Regions from separate parts of the Capra hircus genome. Here region 1 is linked to region 2. Evidence: chromatin contacts called from public Hi-C data. All regions are on one chromosome and are shown on one strand. The core of a region is the stretch at or near the end of the contact, and the rest is flanking DNA. Distances in the headings are between cores, read along the strand shown.

What was found. A called contact is a pair of places that touch in the nucleus more often than the background predicts.
Region 1: a contact with region 2 is called in a Hi-C map of blood, with 4 times the contacts expected there. The contact joins the promoter of ADA here to the enhancer-like site in region 2. A contact is called at or near these places in 3 of 5 Hi-C or Micro-C datasets (all in blood).

The regions. Positions count from the first base shown.
Region 1 is chr13:72,615,457-72,621,054 of ARS1.2, forward strand. It overlaps ADA (adenosine deaminase), which reads right to left and starts at 2,112. Exons shown (of 13, transcript XM_018057905.1): 1 at 1,930-2,112.
Region 2 is chr13:72,551,244-72,556,808 of ARS1.2, forward strand. All of the region lies in intron 2 of PKIG (cAMP-dependent protein kinase inhibitor gamma), which reads left to right. Among named protein-coding and RNA genes, the nearest start is that of ADA, 64 kb to the right of the region's middle. Within about 2 kb of position 1,633, at least 2 of the 5 cell types and tissues checked have an H3K27ac peak or open chromatin away from gene starts, as enhancers often do.

The sequences.
Region 1 (5,598 bases), core at 862-3,361, 65 kb after region 2:
GATGGCTGATCCAGAGTCAGCTGGTTTGAAAGAGCTGCAGGAAAGGACAGGAAAGGACATTGCAGGCAGAGGGGGAAGTAAGTACAAATGCCTGAAATGAGGGAAAGCCTGGGGCTTTAGGGGACATTGTGGACAATTCTGAAAGAGATGGGAATACCAGACCACCTGACCTGCCTCTTGAGAAATCTGTATGCAGGTCAGGAAGCAACAGTTAGAAGTGGACATGGAACAACAGACTGGTTCCAAAGAGGAAAAGGAGTACGTCAAGGCTGTATATTGTCACCCTGCTTATTTAACTTAAATGCAGAGTATATCATGAGAAACGCTGGACTGGAAGAAGAACAAGCTGTAATCAAGATTGCCGGGAGAAATATCAATCACCTCAGATATGCAGATGACACCACCCTTATGGCAGAAAGTGAAGAGGAGCTAAAAAGGCTCTTGATGAAAGTGAAAGAGGAGAGTGAAAAAGTTGGCTTAAAGCTCAACATTCAGAAAATCAAGATCATGGCATCCGGTCCCATCACTTAATGGGAAATAGATGGGGAAACAGTAGAAACAGTGTTAGACTTTATTTTGGGGGGCTCCAAAATCACTGCAGATGGTGACTGCAGCCATGAAATTAAAAGACGCTTACTCCTTGGAAGAAAAGTTATGACCAACCTAGATAGTATATTCAAAAGCAGAGACATTACTTTGCTGAATAAGGTCCGTCTAGTCAAGGCTATGGTTTTTCCTGTGGTCATGTATGGATGTGAGAGTTGGACTGTGAAAAAGGCTGAGAGCCAAAGAATTGATGCTTTTGAACTGTGGTGTTGGAGAAGACTCTTGAGAGTCCCTTGGACTGCAAGGAGATTCAACCAGTCCATTCTGAAGGAGATCAACCCTGGGATTTTTTTGGAAGGAATGATGTTAAAGCTGAAACTCCAGTACTTTGGCCACCTCATATGAAGAGTTGACTCATTGGCAAAGACTCTGATGCTGGGAGGGACTAGGGGCAGGAGGAGAAGGGGACGACAGAGGATGAGATGGCTGGATGGCATCACCAACTGATGGACGTGAGTCTGAGTGAACTCCGGGAGATGGTGATGGACAGGGAGGCCTGGCATGCTGGGACTCATGGGGTTTGAAAGAGTCGGACACGACTGAGCAACTGAACTGAACCAAACTGAAGAAGTTTAATGTGGCAACACGGCAGATGGCAAGCAGGGGTTGGCCTGGGTGCTGGTGAGGCATTGGGATGCCCAGCACACATCTGCTTCTCTCATTTGACCTTGACATATGAGCCTTGTCCTATGTCAGGAAGGAGTCTTCTACCACAGGACTTGACTTCTAAGGGCTACTTTGTATTATTCCATTGTGCATTCTGTTGTACAGTAACCAGTCCCCCGGCGTTGACCATTCAGACTCTCTCTAGCTTTTCCCTTTATAAACAATACTGTGATGAACATCTTTGTCTATATATCTTAGTACACACGTATTATTGTCTCAGTGTAGCAAAGCTGGAAGTCGTGGGGGCTGGCTAGGGCCCAGTCCTGGAGGTCTCTTGGGCAGCCCTTTGTTGAGTATCTGCTTAAAGGGCCATAAACCGAGAGATGCTGAGAGAAGGCTTCAGGGAGTGATAAAGAGCCTGACCGTGAACTCTGGCTGCCCAGGCCAGATAAAGACTAGGGAGGAGCCCCAGGCCTTGGGCCCCTCATGCCCTGTAAGGTGCATGCTTGTCCAGCTGGCCTGGTGCACCGGCTCCTGGCCCCTTCCAAGAAGCAGCAAAAATACTTAAGATGCAGGTCTGAAAAGTTAGCATGCCAGATGTGGGCTTCAGCCCTTTCGCTCCTCGGGGAGAAGGTCAAGTTTAGAATTCCTTCCTAACTGCAAGTCACCATGCCGGGGATGGGGTCTGTGATGAGATTGTATCTTAACCTGTCCTACCTGCTTCCACGTGGGCTTTTTCATGTTCTTCTGATGTGTAGGAGGCCCTCAGCTTTGTTTTAGAGGATTTTTCCCACAGGAAACAGTTCCATATGTAGCTGGAAATTCAGTGAGTCTGTGGAAGGAAGTGAATTCAGCATCCTCCCAGGCCGTCATCTTGCACCGGAACTGCAACAAAATACTGCAGGCTGAAAGTGAAAGTGAAGTCGCTCAGTCGTGTCTGACTCTTTGCAACCCCATGGACTGTAGCCTACCAGGCTTCTCTGTCCATGGGATTCTCCAGGCAAGAATACTGGAGTGGGTTACCATTTCCTTCTCCAGGGGATCTTCCCAACACTGGGGATCGAACCCAGGTCTCCTGCATTGGAGGCAGACGCTTTCACCTCTGAGCCATGGACCTAAAAATGAGCCTAGATTCAAACCACACTCTACCACTAAAGAGCTGAGTGACTCTGGGCCACTTACTCAAACACTCTGAATCTCAGCGTCCTCACTGGTACAATGGGGAACCAAGATGGTTGGGAAAGTTAAATGAGATTACCAAGCACTTGGCCCATAGGCCATGCTTTTAAATAAACAACGGTGTATATTTTCATTGTCATCTTGGGTCTCTACCCCTTAAAAAAAATATTATAGCAGTTCTGTTGAGATAAAATTTGCGTGCTATACAATTTACTCATTTAAAGTATGTAATTCAATGGTGTTTACTATGTTAATCACAATCAGTTTTGGAACTTTTTCATCATCCCTCCCTCAAAATATCCTGTACCCATGAGGAGTCACTCCCTAGCCAACCCCTCTCCCTGCTAATCTCCCCTCCTCCCAGCCTAAGGCAACCATCAATTTATTTTCTGTCTTTGTGGATTTGCCTATAAATGGAATCATACAAGATAGATCCTTGTACAAGGACTCCATACAAGATACATGGAGTCCTCTTGTGACTGGCCTGTTTCACTGAACAAAATGTTTTCAAGGTTCATTGATGGTGGAGCATACATCAGTACTTCATTCCTTTTTATTTCCGGGGAATTGTCTATGGTGCGGATAGACCGTATTTAATATATCCATGCATCACCTGATGGATATTCAGATTGTCTGCATCTTTTGGCTCTTGTGAAAATGCTGCTGTGAACATCTGTATGTGGACGTATGTTTTCATTTCTCTTGGGTATAGACCTAGGAGAGGAATTGCTGGGTCATATGGTAACTCTATTTTTAATCTTTTGAGGAACTGCCAGACTATTTCCCAAAGCAGCTGCACCATTTTATTTTCCCACCAGTAGTGTACAAGGGTTCTCATTTTTTCCACACCCAGACTGACAGTTGTTATTGTCTTTTTTAATATAGTCACCCTAGTGGGTGTATAGAGGTATCTCACTGTGGTTTTGACCTGCATTTTCTTGATGGTTGTTGTCTCATTTTTTCAATGGAATCCCCTTCATGCCCAGGGACAGATAAATCCTGGGACATCCCATTCCTAATATGGAAGCAATAACTCGCCACAAGGAAAGAAAACAATCTTACAGGTCTGTTATTAACCCACAACATTTCTTAAAAAAGTGGCTCTTCCCTAAATCAACTGACTGTTTTCCAGCTTCGGGGGCATTGGGACAATTCTGATTTTCTTCTATTATTTCTTTTTCTTAAATTTCTTTATTTTTAATTGAAGGATAATTGCTTTACAATATTGTATTGGTTTCTGCTAAACATCAACATGAATCAACCATAGGTATACATATGTCTCCTCCCTCTTGAACCTCTCTCCCCATCCCACACTTCTAGGTTATTAGAGAGCCCCGGTTTGAGTTCTGTGCGTCTATTATTTCTAATAATTATAAATTACCGGCTGTTCCATGGGAAATGCCCATAATAAGTGAACAAAAGCAGGATCAGAAATACTCAGTTTAATTGATATATGTACACTACCAAGTGTTAAATTGCTAGCAAGTGAGAAGCTGCTTATAGCACAGGAAGCTCAGCTTGGTGCTCTGTGATGACCTAGAGGGGTGGGATGGGGTGGCGGCGGGAGGGTCAACAGAGGGGGGATATATGTATACACATAGCTGATCCATGTTGTTGTACAGCAGAAAGCAACACAACATTTTAAAGCAATTATACTCCAATTTAAAAATAATAATTATAAAGGTACACTTAAAAGTACTCAGTTTAATCATCTAAGCTGAAAAAAATGTTTGTTAATCCATCCAAATATGCTTTAAGCACCATCCTGATGCTAAGGCTCATGTTATCTTATTTATGGACAAAGTCTGAAGAGGAATATCAAAACCAAAGCTACTATATGGGGGTAGAGAATTAAGAAGTACAAACTACTAGATATAAAAATAAGCCCCAAGGATATTCCCTGATAGCTCAATTGGTAAAGAATCTGCCTGCAATGCAGGAGACCCTGGTTTGATCCCTGGGTTGGGAAGATCCCCTAGAGAAGGGAAAGGCTACCCACTCCAGTATTCTGGCCTGGAGAATTTCATGGACTGTATAGTCCATGGGGTCACAAAGAGTTGGACACGACTGAGTGACTTTCACTTTCAAGGATATATTGTACAATATGGGGAATATAGACAGTGCTTTACAATAACTATAAATGGAGCATAACCTTTAAAAATTCTGAATTGTTATGGTGTACATCTGTAACTTATATAACATTGTACAGAAACCATACTTTAGTTAAAGACAGTAACATACTACTTGTGTTGAGGGTGACAGGAGTTCTGGCTGACAGATGTCCCACCCTCCCCCACCTCTATTTCCCAAAATAGAACACTGTTATACTAGCTTTGTGATGATAAAACCAAGGGAAAAGGAAAAAAAAAAACAAACTACTAATCTAAGGATGATGGGAGGAGCAATTCTTGAGCCAGACCCTCAAAGCCATTATTTTGTGGAATCTCCACACAGCCCCTGGGAGGTTATTAGTAATAGTAACAGCCAATATTATGGCACTTTCTGTGTATCTAGCACTGTTCTACCAGTTAGGGACCATTACTGTCCCCATTTTACAGATGAGGAAACTGAGGCTGGGCAAAGAGATGCCCTTCCACTTTGGTGCTCTGTTTTTCCACATCACATACATGTGCAAAGCCTCATATAAACTCAGGCTCACATTTAAGTCCACACCTGTACCCTCAGACAGAAGCACACATACCACGGCCAGATACACGTGTGTATTCACACACATGATGGCTCATATCCAAAGGCACGTGTACAGAAATGCATGCGTACATGTGGGCTCAGCTGCATATATATATATATATATATGTATATATATATATATATATATGCACCATGTGCACACAGCCCATACACTACTGGACAAACATCTTTCTGGGAGCGGGAAAGGGGTGCAGATAAAGGGGCCAAGGTCCAGCCCTTGCCTCCTCCCCACATCCTCAAAGCGCCGCTGCCAGCAGGTGTGTACAGGCCTGGGTGGGGCATGGACAGGTAGTCCTAGACTCAAAGGGTAGAGCTGACGTTGCACTAGAAACCCAGGGTCACCAACTACCTTCCAAACGGGGCTACAGTGACTAAGGGGCCTCACCTGATGGCCAAACCTCCCAACCAGAGGACCCGAACTGAGGGCCTGAGGTGCGCCCAGCCCTGTGCCAGGGGCTGCACAAAAAAGGCATGATCCGGGGCCTCCAGGGCTCCCCA
Region 2 (5,565 bases), core at 383-2,882:
GTGACAGAGAACATTCCAGGCAGAGCACACAGTCTCATGAAGGCCCTGAAGTCCGGAAGAGCTAGTATGAGGAATTAAAGACCCAAATGGGCCGAGAAGAAGGTGGAAATGAGACAAAAGCTCACAGAAGAAGGCGGGCCCAGGTCAGTGCGGGATGTCAGGGGCTGGTGTAGAGAGCTTGGACTTGGCCAGATGTGAAATGCTAGAGCATCCAAGGCCGAATGAAGCAGGGGAACCACAGGACCCAGTGTCTGAGGCACGAACCTTGCCCTGGCCCTCGTGGAGAGCGCAGACCTTAGGTCGGGGACAAGTGGGGAGCAGGGAGGTGGTGAGGCGATGCCACGGCTAGGGGCACAAGTGAGCAGCGATGGAGACCAGGAGCTGGAGGGGAGAGGGGGCCCGTTCAGGCTCAGTTCTGCAAGTAGAAGCGTGGGGACCCGGTGACAGACCGGACGGGGAGTGAAGACGGAGAATACTCCATTCCCCTGGGATGACCCCAGGGTTCCAACTTGAGCAGCCTCGGCATCTGGTTCCGTCACTGACCTGGGGGCTGCTGAGGGGAGCAGGCTTGTGACTGGACACGTGAAGTCGGAAATGCTGGTGAGACGTTCAAGGGGAGGGCGGAGTAGGCGGCTAGACTGCCCATTCTAGAGCTCTGAAGAGAGGCCTGGGGAGCCATCCACGCAGACTGTAAGGGCAAGGGTGAGAGCCCCCAGGGGGCACATAGAGAAGAGGGCCTGGGCCTGGTGCTAGGGTGGGGGCCTCTCACACGAAGGTCCCTGACAGGGGAGGCGCCTGCATGGACGAGGTTAAGAAGTGGCCCGTCAGGCTGGAGGAGGCCCAGAGAGTGTGGGGTCTGCAGGCCCCCAGCGGGAGAGTGGTCTGAGGAGAAGGGCGTCCATGGAGACCTCGTGTGACTCAGCACCGCCCCGCTTCCCTCCCAAAGCAGTCTCTCCACCACCTGCCCTCCCTGCCGCGTGGTTCTAGCCCCCTGGGTGTGGAGGCCAAGGCCCTGCCCAGCTGCCTCCAAAGGATGCCTCTTTGTGGGCGTCAGGTGCCGCCCTGGTAGGAGCCGGGTCCTCTCTGGAGACTCCGCCCTGGGTGTGTCCCTCAGGAACTAGGTAGAGCTTGGGGTGTGTTCCCAGAACCGCTGCTCTGCCTTTTCCCAGGTTCTGCGAGTGCTCCCAGTCTGGGGCCCGGGCCTTTTTATCTTCCCCGCCTCAGTGCCTCTCTGGGTCTGGCTTCGCATCACATAGAAAAGCCGCTTCCTCTGAATTTGAGGAATGCCAGCTCGGCAGGCCCTGGTATTTCCATCAGGTTTCCACAGCCCTTGCTTTCCCTCAGAGGAGCCTTAGAAAGCATGTTCCCCACCCCTGAGGAGGCCTGTCCCAGGGGACCAAGTCCCACTGTCTGCTCCGTGTCCATTGCCGAAGGCTCTGCTTTCTTATTTGTACCGTTTCTGCAAATACTTAATTTTTTAAAAAGAAAAAAAACAGGAAATGACCTTTCTGGTATATTTGGAAAACAATTTGGCGCTGTCATGGAATCTGCCTGAGCTATGAGGACTAATAGCTTCAGACTTGGAACAGACTGTGTAGCTCTTGGCAAAAGCTGGGGCCTCTTCAGTTTACAGAGCTGGGGGAGAACACCAACCAAAGGGAGAAGACAGCTTCCCGTGGGGAAACCAGACGGCGCCCAGGGCAAGCACCTGCGAGAGCACTGCCTCTGACGCCAAGGGTCTGGGAAGCTGAGCCCAAAGCCTCTTCCCTTTCAGGGCCAAACGCTTCACCCCGAGGAAGGCCCCCAAACCTCCTGAAGATGGGGAGGAGCAGAAGAGCATCAGGCTTGAGCACCGCTCAGGGCTCAAGCTGAGATAGAAGACGGTAGATCGCTTATTCCCAGATTGGCTGTTGACTCTACCTAGATCACCCTCTGTCTGACTTTCCTGGGGACCTCAGCGCAGGCTCACATCCTTAAGGAGGCCTTCCCTGACCATACAGTGTTGAACTGAACCACCCCGACACAGAGAAACCTGTTCTCTTCCTCCACAACACTTACCACAGTCCCTGATGATAGAGTCGTTTATTTGTTAATGGCCCTCTCTCTTTTATTAATTGAGGTATAGTTGAGTTAGGGTTTCAGGTGTAGAGCAGAGTGATTCAGTCTCATATATATATATCTGTCTATCTTCAGTCTCATATATATACACACACATATGTATTCTTTTTCAGATTCTTTCCCATTATAGGATATTACAGGATATTGAATATAGTTCTTTGTCTAATATAGTAGATCCTTGTTGGTTATCTATTATATGTATAGTATAGTATGTACCTGTTAATTCCAAATTCCAAACTTATTCCTCCCTCCCTGTTTCCCTTTGGAAACCATAAGTCTGTTTTCTATGTCTGTGAGTGTCTATGTGTCTACTTCTGCCTTATAAATAAGCTTATTTGTATCATTAGTTTAGGTTCCACATATAAGTGATATCGTATTTGTCTTTCTCTGCCTGACTTACTTCACTTAGTGTGACAATCTCTAGGTTCATCCATGTTGCTGCAGATGGCATTATTTTGTTCTTTTTTATGGCTGAGAAATATTCCATTATATATATATATATATGTATATGTAAACACCACAACTTCATCTGTTGATGGACATTTAGGTTGCTTCCATGTCTTGGCTATTGTAAATAGTGCTGCTATGAACTTTAGGGTGCATGTATCTTCAAATTAGAAGTTTCTCCAGGTACATGCCCAGGAGTCATATGGCAACTCCATAGTGTTCTCCAAGCTGTATCAATTTGCATTCACAGTAACAGAGGAGGGGGGTTCCCTTTTCTCCACACCCTCTCCGTTATTTATTATTTGTAGGCTTTTTGATGATGGCCATTCTGATCCATGTGAGGTGACATCTCATTGTAGTTTTGATTTCCGGTGGCTTTTTCTGTTATCACATAGTAAATATCTGTTTGGCTCCAATGCAAACCCCATACCTGGCATAGTGCCTGGCATATAGAAAGTACTCAGTAAACACGGAATGAATGAGTGAATGAAATTTCAGGACTGGAAGACATGTAGGGATCATGTTTCAACCTGATTATTCTGATGGGGGGAAAGGAAGCTGGGAGAGAGGGAAGGTCCCTGGGTGGGGAGAAGGGTGGTCACCTGCTGTAAGGAGCCTGAGCCAGACCTCTGGCCCCTGTTAAAAGGCAAAGCTGCATAGTCTTTGCTCTGCCCTGGAATCTAGACCGTCTTCTATTATTCACTCACTTATGAAATATTCACTGAGCTTCACCTCTGTGCTAGGCCTATCAGATGCGGCAGTCCACATGTCAGCCAGGGCGCCGCTTTTGTGGAACTTAATTCACTCAGCACCGTAAAGTACAGAAGCAGGAAGCGTGAGGTTCGGCCTTCTGTGCATCGCTAAACAGAGAGTAAAACAAAGAAGCTGACAGAAAGCGCCATAGGACAGTGTTACTGATAAGTCACCCAGTGAGAATGGACCGTAGTAATGACTTATTGTGAGCTTCTTCCGTTGCACACATCTTACCGGACTCTGTTTGAGCACACTGTCCCATTGACTTCACAGCAGCCCCCTAAGCAGAAGGTTTTTACTATTATCTCCACGTGGCTGAGGAGGAAACTGGGATCCTGAGAAATGGAGGCAGTTGTCCAAGGTCTCTGAGCTCATAAACAGGGACGTGGGCTGCACGCCAGCACTGGATGCCTCCTGGCAACCACACGCCCCCGAGAGATGGGTCATATCGCTGGGGACTCCAACCCCCAGGGGTGCAGCAAGGCATGGGAGAAAGACCTCTGGACTAGGAGGTCAGACAGCTAGATCCAGAACTTTGGGCAAGTCACTTTCCCTTTCTGAACCTCACTTTCCCTTTCTGAACCTCACTTTCCCCAGCTATTAATGAGAGGTTTGTCTCCATGAGCTCAGGGAGTCTTTTCAGTTTGATGATTCCACAAAATGTTTTGCGATAATTGGGAAAAATTAAGGTAGATTCCCTACCTCATAGCTCATAGCAGATAAATTCGAGCTCAATCAAAGATTTAAATATGAAAAATAAAGCCAGGAAAGTACAAGAAATAAGCAAGAGAGAATTCTTCCCCAATCTCGGAGTGGGGAAGACATTTCTAAGTATGATCCAGAACCCGAAAACCATACAGTAAAATATGGATCAGTTTGACTACTTGAAGGGAAAAAAATGTGTGCACACAGAGAAATAAAATCAGAGAACAAAACCCCAAAAATACGTGTAATGCTTCTTAATGTGAAAGACTGATTATCTCAATATATAAAGAACTCCCACGAATCAGTGGGAATGCTACCATCTAATGGAAAAATGGGCAAAAGGATTTGAGTACAGTTCACAGAAAAGGAAATACACATGGAAAGATGCTATGTTTTACCCCCAGGAGCAGTGCAGGCTGCTACAGCCAGGGACTATTCTCATCTGTCCACTTGCTGACTTACTAGCTCAAGGGTATGAGAAAAGTGGAGGTTTCTTGGTGTTTCCATCAGGTCACTCAGAGTTCCTGGAGTGGATGCTGTCGTCAGCAGAGTCTGAGAACAACCGTTTGCTGATGCAGCTTCCAACTCTGAGGATGGTTGCTCATATTTCCCCATTTGCTGTTGACTTTTAAGAGCAGAGAGTGAAGGGAAAATATATAAATGTTGCAGAAAAATGAAAATAGTGTGTTCCCTAGACCCATCGCTGCGGGGGTGGGGGCGGGGAGGCAGTCGGAGCACACTGGTGGCTGTTGGTGTTTTCCAGGATCGGCCTTTGAGTTTGGCACACTTCCCTTTCCGAGCCAGGAAGGTCAGCCTCCTGCGCTGGGCAGCTTGTAAGGTCAGCCGGGCAAGGGCAGGAGCCAAAGCTGCAGAGTGCCAGTTCGAGAAGGATACTAGCCTTTCCGATGGAGCCTGTAACTCCATCCATCCCACAGTGTCAGATGCTAGAGACCCTGGACTGGAATGTCAGCACAGCCATCTGTGGCCGACAGAGGCCTTTCCCACTGGTTCCCACAGGCAGGGAAAGAGGGCTGGAGAGGAGACAGAGCGATGGACAGACTCAGATTTAATCTGACAAGTGTTTCCTGAGCACCTGCTGTTTGCCAGGCCCTGGGCAAGCTGAGGACCAAGCAGCCAGAGCGTATGGTTTAGCTGCCGGGGTTAGGCCTTTCGGCCTGGCCAGGTGAAAACCCAGACAGAAATAGCGGTTCTCGTGGTGACCATGTCCTAGGTGGCGGAAAAGCCCTGAGGAGCCGGGGCTTGGGAGCTGGTGGGGCCTGCCCAGGGTCTCCGTTCCTCTGGCAGGTACGGATCCTGCCACCTGAAACAGACCTTCCCAGGTCGTGGTGGTAGATAAACTCACCTCACAGACCTCAGAGGCTGCTGTGGAAATTTTGTTAAGCGAGGTGCTGCTGCTGCTGCTGCTAAGTCACTTCAGTCGTGTCCAACTGTGCGACCCCATAGACGGCAGCCCACGAGGCTCTTCAAGTCCGTAGGATTCTCCAGGCAAGAACACTGGAGTGGGTTGCCATTTCCTTCTCC